2 separate regions of the Sus scrofa genome follow, and region 1 is linked to region 2. A link is a contact called in public Hi-C data. All regions are on one chromosome and are shown on one strand. The core of a region is the stretch at or near the end of the contact, and the rest is flanking DNA. Distances in the headings are between cores, read along the strand shown. Region 1 has its middle 720 kb from the start of FAM135B. Region 2 has its middle 650 kb from the start of FAM135B.

Region 1 (4,733 bases), core at 1,405-3,904, 68 kb after region 2:
AACCTGTGGAGAACCACCAGTGAAATGAATAGTATGCATGCTTGCTGATTCCTGCAAAGGATAAACAGTCTCTTGGGAGGGAGAGCGAATGGCCTCTGTCATTGCGGGTTGGGTGAGATGGTGTTTAGGTCATAACCACACCTGACTTTTTAAAACAGTTTTCTCCACGTAAATCTCCAGTTGCTATTTTATTTGGTACAATATGATATTAATCAATGGTACAAACGGGTATGAAGTTCAACAACATTTGAAAACGTGGCTGTGTTTTTGTGTGCCATTCAACCAGGGAATTCAATGGCTTAGAAACTGTAGAGATTATGATTTTACAATCCCTTGCACATCCGTCTGGTTTAGGTATTATCACTATTATCGTTCTTCTTATTGTTCTATCCATGTAAAAATCGCTACCAGGTGTGGGTGAGCACACATGCTCTTTTTTGTCTCCTAGCAACAAATGTGAGGGAGGACAGTTCCTCCATCTAGGAGAATGATTGGTGGTACCTCGTGCTGAACAGTGTGATCTGAAGTCCCAGCTCTTCTCCTAACAGCTGTAAACCTGACCTACATTTGCCAATGAAGCCGTCATGTGACACTTTCTCATGGGCCCGTGGTATCGTAAGAAACAGCTAGAAAGCATATCTTGGGTAGACACCTTTAATGCTATCTACCGATACAAGGGGCTGGAGTTGCATATTTATTCTAAAATCAGATCCAGGACCCTTATGGCAGCATAAGAGAAACCAACTGACTGAACAAAATCACTGCTTACTGAAACCTGGAAATAACGCTGTAATTTGAGTTAGGAGTAGTTGGTTAACCAATTGCTCACAAAAAGCGGAAGTATTTGGTAACCGTATTTGGTAAAGAGGTAAAGAAAGCAAGTAAATTCTCATGCAGGGGAAGTTATTTAGCATTTGCCAGACATTTTTAAAGATCTGTCTTTCAGACCCTGGTCTATTCAGTGGGTGCAGAGATGGATAAAATCAAAACGAAATCTTTTTTCTCATGGACTTCTTGTCTAGTGGAGAAGGCAGACTGCATTCAAATAAATGGAAAATACATATAATGATGAATAGGGATCTCTGCACCATTGTTTTTTCTCCTTGACATTATATGGTACACATGGCCAATGCCTGGATCTGATTTTTCTGCAAACTGATCCTTTCAACAGTGCAATGGGTGGAACATAGAAGGTGCTATTTATACATTTTGTTGAGTGAGAAATGAATGCATGAATGAACGGCTGTTTCTAGATAGTACCCTGAGAATAGACCTCTCTGGACAGCCTAATAGCTACCTCTTCCTAGCTACCTCTTCCCATTTAGGACAGAATCCAGAATCTTTTTATGTATTTGCTTTTACTTGAATGAGCCAGTTATTTAGCAAAACAATATTAGATGTTTTGTGAAAAAACTACAATTCAAGGGACTCTAGGGAAAAACAAGAAAATCCATATGCAGTAAGTGAGGGGAAGGCTAGGAGCACAGGCTAGAGAAAGGTCACATGACCATTCTGGGAGGCAGTTCCCTTGTCCCCTCACCTGCATAGGTTGCATGTGTTTTGGGGCGATTTGGGGGCAATATTTCATACCTTCATGGTTCTTCATTCTCACATGTCCTTCAGCTCTAAGAGAATTCCGGAATTGGGGCATTTCTCCATAAGCAGTTTTGCTTCCTCTTTGGATTATTCATTTGCTCCCTGGGGCAATCATAGAAATTTAGCCTTTATTCACTTTGAAAATAAAAAATATAAACAAATATTTATAGTATACCTTTAAGGTGCTAGCCTAATAAACTCCGTTATGGAGCAACGGAAGTAAAAATGGATAAAGGAAAACAGATTTATCAGTCAGGGAATCAGGGATGGGAATATACAGAATATATGGAGCAGGATTTCCACTTATTGTAATGCCATAGCTCTGCTTTATCACATGCCAGATCACGTTTTAGTGGTTAAAAATGACCAATAGTGAATTTTATTTTTTACTTTTTTTATTTTTTGCTTTTTAGGGCAACACCTATGGCATATGGAAGTTCCCAGGCTAGGGATGGAATTGGAGCTACAGCTGCCAGCCTATGCTACAGTCACAGCAATGCCAGATCTGAGCTGCATCTGTGACCTACACAGAGGCTTGCGGCAATGCCGGATCCATAACCCACTGAGAGATGCCAGGGATACGAGGTGGATTTTTAACCCAGCTGAGCCAGAATGGGAACTCCCTGTGGTGAATTTTAAAAATCAATTGGTATGTTTTGCTGCAAGTGGATGAGTGAATTATTTATTTATTTATTTATTTGCACTTGAACTCATGCAATCCCTCAGGAGTGAGAGACGAAACTTTTTGACTCAAAACTATATACACGATATAGGTTTCTCCCATTATCAAACGGCAGAGCATTCCCATGAAACTGTTTGGAAGGTGAAATGGTGTGGAGTGAAGAGGCATTTACCTTAGGACACATCTTGCTAATGGAAGCACAGAAGAAAAGGAGATAAAACACAGATGCTCACAGACACAGTTCAAAGGTTTGGCGGCTTGATCCTGAGTGCCCGGGAAGGAGCCTGGCGGGGTGGCTCTCCCAGCTCAGGGTGCTCTCTGCCTCTATAAAGGCCCCTGGCAACAAGTGCTTTCCACCTGGTATCTTTTCTTTGTAAAAGTGAAAAACCCCTTTGGATTCCTTTCAATTAGCAAACACAAGTACTGACGTAGGTCTTTCATAAGAGAGAAGTGGCTTAAAGTTAACTTTTGAAAAGTGGGAGACGCCTATACGGTAGGTAGTCATTTAATATATTGATAATATTTAAGACCCTTTTCGTCTAGGAAAGATAGATACAAAGTAGACAAAAGTTAATATTTATGATGTTTTAGGATTATAGGTTTTCAAAGAGAGGCTCCTTTCAAGTTATGGAATTTGTGATGTTAGCAAGAAGATACCGGCAGAGGGGCAAGGATGCACAGAAATGCAAAGGTGAAAAGAGAAGGATATGCAGAAACTAGGGGCTGGTACCTCCATGGATGAAAGGGAAGGGAAGACGGGTGGATGATACTCTGAAAGCACATTCCTGTGAACTTAGTGGCTGTGACTGGGAAGCTGAGGGAACAGGCGCGGCTAAGCTGTCTAAGGCTTCTTGTTGGGATGACAGCCATCCCAGGGACCATCATGGGAGGACAGCTTACTCTGTAGGTCATGGAGAGTGAGACATCCCTAGAGGACACCCACTTGTTGACATATTGTGAACTAGCAAGAATTTGCTAGAAATCAGTAGAAAATTGGAACAGGACCATACCGACTTGTCTTGGGCAACTGGGTGGTATTTGGGAGGCGATAAAATCTTTCTGAACAAATAAAAGTAAATGGGGTTGAAAGAGAAGGCAATAGGGGCAGACATATTTTTCAAAGACTTTGTTGTTGTCAGTAAGAAGCCATACAAAATATCAATTAAAATAGAGTTGAGTGTTTTTGTAAACTAAACCCAAGAACCAGGTGGAAGTCACTGGAACGGTAGAGATAAGGAATACTGTGAAACCCTAAGTGATCAAACCAGTATGTGTTCAAAGCTTAAAAGTTACAAGTATCGGTCAAGTAATTCATGTAGACAGTCACAGGTTTCTGTCTTTACACTATAAATGGGCTTAGGCAGGCAGGTTAGAAGCTGTTCACACATGAACCTCTCAGCTGGACAGCCATCTCTCCTAATGTAATTCTTAGTGTTGCTAATTTTACCACTATTATTAAGCACCTTGTGTCTGTCAGGTGGTTTTCCTAAGCTAATGGATCTAAGTGTCTTCAGACTATCACATATGTGTTATTTTTTCCAGTTGAGAGAGTAGCAAAATGAGATTCACCAACTTAGACGACATATCAAAATTTATGTGGCCGGAATAGGGAAAGGCCAACATGAGACGACAAGTCTACTCATCCTAGTTGATAGTCTTTGACTATCAGCTTTCACAAGATACCTGTGAGAGAGACAGATGGGAAAAGTGGGTGGTGGGTGAAGATGTGGCAGAAAGAGAGCAGAGGAATTGAGGGCAATGACACATGGCTTTTCATCGTTTCACGAAGCAGAAATCTGCATGATGTCTATAATCTATAGCTCCAAAGTCAAATTATGAAAAGGCATAACTCCTTTGTCATTAAGCACGCATCATCATCTTATCCCTCTGAACAGATGTCCTTTTTATTAAGAGCACACAGGCCAAGGGATTATAGAAATGACACTGCTTCAGGAATGATGTCGGCAGGTATTTTCTGCAGCAGGGCCTGTGATATACACATAGACGTCTGGACCTGGCAACAGTAATTTTCAAACAACGTGACATGGGGGGCTTTGAACTTTCTGCTTTTGTGAAATATCATTGCCCTCAAAGTCAATATTAGGTAATGATAGGTTAGTCTCTTTGCATTTTTTTTTTTTCTTGGCAGGGCTAAAATACATACTCTCAGGCTGAAGTCCAGGCATAAGCCTGTTTTGTTTGTCTGTTTTCTGAGAGCAGTTGCACGTTTAATCACTGGCAATGCTGTCTTCTGCCAGAGTGGGGTCTAGTTATGCTACTGTGCCTGGTGGCTTTATTTAACACGGCATCATATTAGCTGTAAAAGGTAGTCAATAGAATAGATCGATATTTATGGTGTAACTTATAGGATAGATATACACACAAAACAGAAAATCTTTAAGCGGAGGACTGGGTACTAGGTGTCTAAGAAGAATAGATTCCTACTAAAATGTAC
Region 2 (4,845 bases), core at 1,826-4,325:
TCTGATTCAACCCCTAGCCTGGGAACCTCCATATGACATGGGCGGGGCCCTAAAAAGACAAAAACAAACAAATAACCCCCCCCCCGCCCCCGCAAAACACCTCAGCCAGTTTTCATCCCTGATAAATGTGGTAATGACCGCTATCCCATAGTCAATAAGCCCCATGAACCTCCCTTTAATAGCCATCGTCTCCAGCAGACTCTACCATCACACAAGGGTGAGCAGGTCTGTTGTACTCAGTCCCACATCCTGAGGAACTGGCTCTAGTGAACCAAACCCTATCTGTTGATCTTTGCTGAGACAATGGATTCACACTGATGTATGTATTTCAAAACCAAATGTCCAACATCAGACTTTCAGGCCAGAATAAATCCAACGACCATGACTCAGCCACTGATAACTAAGCATTTTCACATTTCAGAGCCGGAAGCCACCGTGGTGCTCTACTGATGGAATCTGACCTCTTACCACCCACTCTGTTCTCCCAGGAACCATGTGCATCGCATTTTTGACTTCCTCACTCCAGGACACCCCTGAGCAGAAGGAACTTTTCCTGGGTGACGCACGGCACACTCTTTCAGAAGCGGATTTGCATTTCTGCCTTTTCTCATTGAATTACGTACCTCTGTCTTCTTTCATCTCTGGCTGGATTACTAATGCAAACGGACCAAAGCTTGGCCAAGAGGTCAGATTCTGGCACTAATATGTGGACTGGGTCCCTTCTGGAATTCCCTTGGTCCATCAAGGAGGCAAATTCAAATGAATATCAATTAGATTCAGGGGAAAGGCTGTGCCTTTTATCCCCCTCTGTTTTTCTCTAACTTATTCCAGTTTTTATGTGACAATGCAGATCGCTACCTTGGACCATCTTTGTTTGTTCGGCCTGAAATATTTCTGCATGTTACTACCTGGAGTTGAGGTAAAATCAGAGGCTTCCATTTCCCCACTGTTCTCGAAGCTTCTTAAATAACATCTTTGCTTTGATTGCTGTCCCTTCTGATCTCCTTCCCACCTTGTAACCAATAAAATATTTAAAAAATGTGAATCAGATTACACCATTCCTCTGCCTAAGGACCCTTCAGTAAATTCGCATTGCACTCATAATGAGGTTCAAACAGGCCATCCTCCTGAATGAGGACCCACGTAAGTACATCAGCCTTCTCCTCAATTCCATCTTATCCTCCCCTCCTGGTGCTGCTTTCACGCACGGCTCTTTGCATTGCAGGTGTTTACAGAGCCTTCTTCTTTGGGTGTTCAATATTTATCTAAAGTAGATCTCCTAATTATCACGCATCAGGACACTCTGTCTATTTCATAATTTTTTTTCTTTTCCCAATGTATATCTATTCAGTTCACGCGCTTATTGATTATTGGTGTTTTGACCTTTGCCCTACAACAGGTAAACGCCAGACTGGCATCTTGTCATTTTGACTTCTTCTCCATCATCACCTTCACGTCTTGCACAGAGAAGGCATTGGATAAATACTGAATAAAGCATTATTTGGGTAATGCTATTACAAGCTTTTTTGTACTATGAGGAATCGTGTGTATTATCTACTGGATGACTTCACATCCAACACCGAGTGTTTTCCGTTAGGTAATCAACACATCTTTGATATGAATGAATCGGTATGAGATCTGTGACGTCATTAGGATGGTTTTATCACCAGGGAGTTCAAGGATGCCTAAATCCTTCTCTGCCAATCACCTGCTTTTCTCTAGGGGCTTTCAAAACAGATGCACATATAAGCCACAATAGAAAAGAAAACATGTAACTAGCTGCTTCTTGGCTGTATTCATACCATCTCAGGCAAAATTTGGTGACCTGGACCAGAACACCAAGTCTGAGAAAGTAGCCACTCCTCTAATCTTATTCTACTCATCTAAGCATTAGAAAAAATGTGCCATCTGGAGGGTCAGGGGAATGAGAAAAGGGAGGGAGCAGATGACAGGGAGGGGCAGAGATGTGCTCCCCTTTTTCTGTGGTGGCCCTGACATAGTTGGGAGAAGAGACGAACCGTGTCCAAACTCAGGACCTTAAATGCCTGCGACCCGCTCCACTCTAACGCAATTCGGGGGGCACAGTATTCTTTTCTCAGTAGTAACAAGGAAGGGAAGTGAAAGTAAGAAACATTAAGAACCTCTGTCCCCCTATAATCTGCTCTTTCAGTGGTCCCTGCTGGCATGGACACTTATACTTTCGGGTAAAGACGTTAGCGACGGTTAGGTTGGGGGACAGGATGTGTCAGATAAGGAGGTCCTCCCTGATCACGTGACGTTTGAATGGACACCTCACTGAAGTGCTGGAGGAAACTATGTGGACATTGGATCCAGTCTTCTTGCAGGCAGAAGGAGGCTCAAGAGCAATGGCCTTGAGGTGGAGGTTGCTAGATTGTTCCAGGAGGAGCGGGAAGGCCAGTGTTGCCAGAGCAGAGAGAATGAGGCAAAGCAGTAGGAGGAGTTTCCATAATAAGCAAACAACAGATTATGTAAGAATGTAGAGAGTTAGAAGGTGTTGAGTTTTCTTTTGAATGAGATAAGAAACTCTAAGTCATGTGGACAAGAGAATAATTGACTTACTCATCCTTTTTGATAAAATATAAAAGAAGATGAGACTAGGAGGCAGGTTAAATGAGTAGACAGAGTGAACTCGGTCAGTAAGGGGAAGACCAGGGCTTGAATCCAGGTCCTCCTGAAAAGCAAACTACTATTCCAGCCTTTCATAGACTGGAGTAGCTTGAACAGAGGCAGAATGTAGGAAGTGCAATGAGAAAGGAAGAGGTCAGGTCTGGCAAAGCAGAGGAGTCACTGGACACAACAGAGCTATAGTGTTGTGTTTGTGGTTTTAAGATTTTAACTGGGTGGCTGTCCTACCCCTTAGAAGGTAAATAGATGTCAGAGGTCCCCAAACGGCCATTTTTTTGGGAGAACGGTAAAGAGGCAGTTACTGACTGCATTTACCCTCTGACTCCATGCAGGCTTGAAATGGACCATTTTCACTGCCCCTGGCTGATTTCTGTCCTGCACTGCATGGGACAAAGGACAATCAGGACCACTTACTTTGCCAGTCGGGTTGCAAGACTGCTAGTCATGTCCAAAATATTTGTCTTTGTTGTGAATAGCTATTGCATAGCTTCACTAGCTGAAGATTTGATTTTATTTTACAGGCTTGAGAATACAAAATAAATAAGAAGACTAAAAGCCACCACGTCGGATACATCTTTCAAGGATTCTGCCAAGATCTGTCAACCTGTGCCTCTAAATAACTGGTGACAAATGTTGTGTTGACATATTTCTCCTTTTCCCAGTGAATAATTAACAGCAAATGTCAGGGAAGGCTGGCGAAATAATTTCAAACAAATAAAAACCCACTTCCAACTCATTTCAAGTATCCATAGCCCTCTCCCCTGTAGATACACTTACAAAACAAAGCAAACTATCTGCAAAATTATCAGAAAATGGGGGTGCCTTCTAGGTTTGGTGGGATTTTTTTTCCCTCTTATTATTGTTATAGTGACAATACAAAGAGAGTTAATGTGTGGAGAGGCAGCTGAAGACACCAGGAAAGGAGTCTGTTAATCCTACAGAGGCAGTGTTGTATGAAATAAGCAGATCCTCTTACACTAAATAAACGCAGGTTCAAATCTTGGTACCAACCATTGTTGTACGGTGACCTTAAGGTCCAGAATGTAGGTCTTAGTTTTCCAAGTTGTTAACCCCCTAGTTTGCAAGGCTGTCGGAAGTCTGAGTATATGTGTGCTCCCCTTGTGTGGGTCAGGTCAAGTTTGGGATATACTGACACTTAGATTCTCCAGGAGTAAATGAATAGATTGATGAGTGGAGATGCTTCTACCTCCCATAATACCTTGCACACATAGACACCCACAGATGGTGCTTCTTCCACTTCCTTTTGCATGGAACACCTCATCTTTGACAGATATTTTCACGTATATTTTCCACATGTTTTGGGGAGAGCAGTGGCGTGTTGAGGTAGGAATAACAGGTGAATGAAACTTTCTGGGAGTGTTCTTTCCCTATCAAGTTGAAACTTTAGAATCTCCCACAAAGGGTGCTTTGTTTATTAAATTCTATCGTAGTTAGACTACTATGTGACCTGGCTAAAAGTAAGTATTCAATCATGTAAATTACACTTGAATTATCTGAGATTCATGGGTTTTTTTTCCAGGATCATCAAATTTAGAGTTTGTTCCTTCTAATACTGAAAAAGAAAAGCTCTTCTCTCTAAGTACAACCAAGTACTTTTCACAGCAGAAAAATTATAAAAATATATCTCACCTTGGTGGAGATTCATTAATTAGCTTTACATCTACTCTTAAATTATATAGTGCAGCCAAATTTCAGATCAAAAGAACATTAGCAATAAAGACTGAAATGGAAATTATTATGCTTACTTCCTGACTCTATGATCCCTAAAACTCTATGACTATTCCTTGCCCTATAAGATGTAAAAAAATTTTTTTAATTAAAAAGATGATTTTAAGGTTTATTTCCATAGCTGCCTTCCTGATGACAATAGAATAATTTTGCAGCCGGATAAAATATCATATATTTTAGAGTGGTACTTATCAGTATATTTGTCTGTCTGTTCATTTTTTAAAATGAATAAACAACCATAAACAAACGAGACCAGACATAACCATTTTCACCTGCTATCATGAAAATATCATCTGAAAGTATTTTTAATTTTCATTTGCAATTTTGTTTTCTTTTAACCTACCTCAAACTTTAAAGTTCCTTTACCGGTTTTACCTCTCAAAAGTAGAAGACAGCCAGCTATAGCATTTCTGAATGGCCCTCAAAGATAAGAACAGTTCTTATACATTC

The links. A called contact is a pair of places that touch in the nucleus more often than the background predicts.
Region 1: a Hi-C map of liver shows a contact between it and region 2, with 2.3 times the contacts expected there. The contact joins two enhancer-like sites. A contact is called at or near these places in 1 of 5 promoter capture datasets (liver) and 4 of 47 Hi-C or Micro-C datasets (embryonic fibroblasts, epiblast stem cells and liver).

Annotation. Positions count from the first base shown.
Region 1 is chr4:5,088,242-5,092,974 of Sscrofa11.1, forward strand. No RefSeq gene overlaps it. Among named protein-coding and RNA genes, the nearest start is that of FAM135B, 720 kb to the left of the region's middle. Within about 2 kb of position 2,655, at least 1 of the 83 cell types and tissues checked has an H3K27ac peak or open chromatin away from gene starts, as enhancers often do. A contact at or near this core is called in liver, where this site is marked.
Region 2 is chr4:5,019,571-5,024,415 of Sscrofa11.1, forward strand. No RefSeq gene overlaps it. Among named protein-coding and RNA genes, the nearest start is that of FAM135B, 650 kb to the left of the region's middle. Within about 2 kb of position 3,076, at least 1 of the 83 cell types and tissues checked has an H3K27ac peak or open chromatin away from gene starts, as enhancers often do. A contact at or near this core is called in liver, where this site is marked.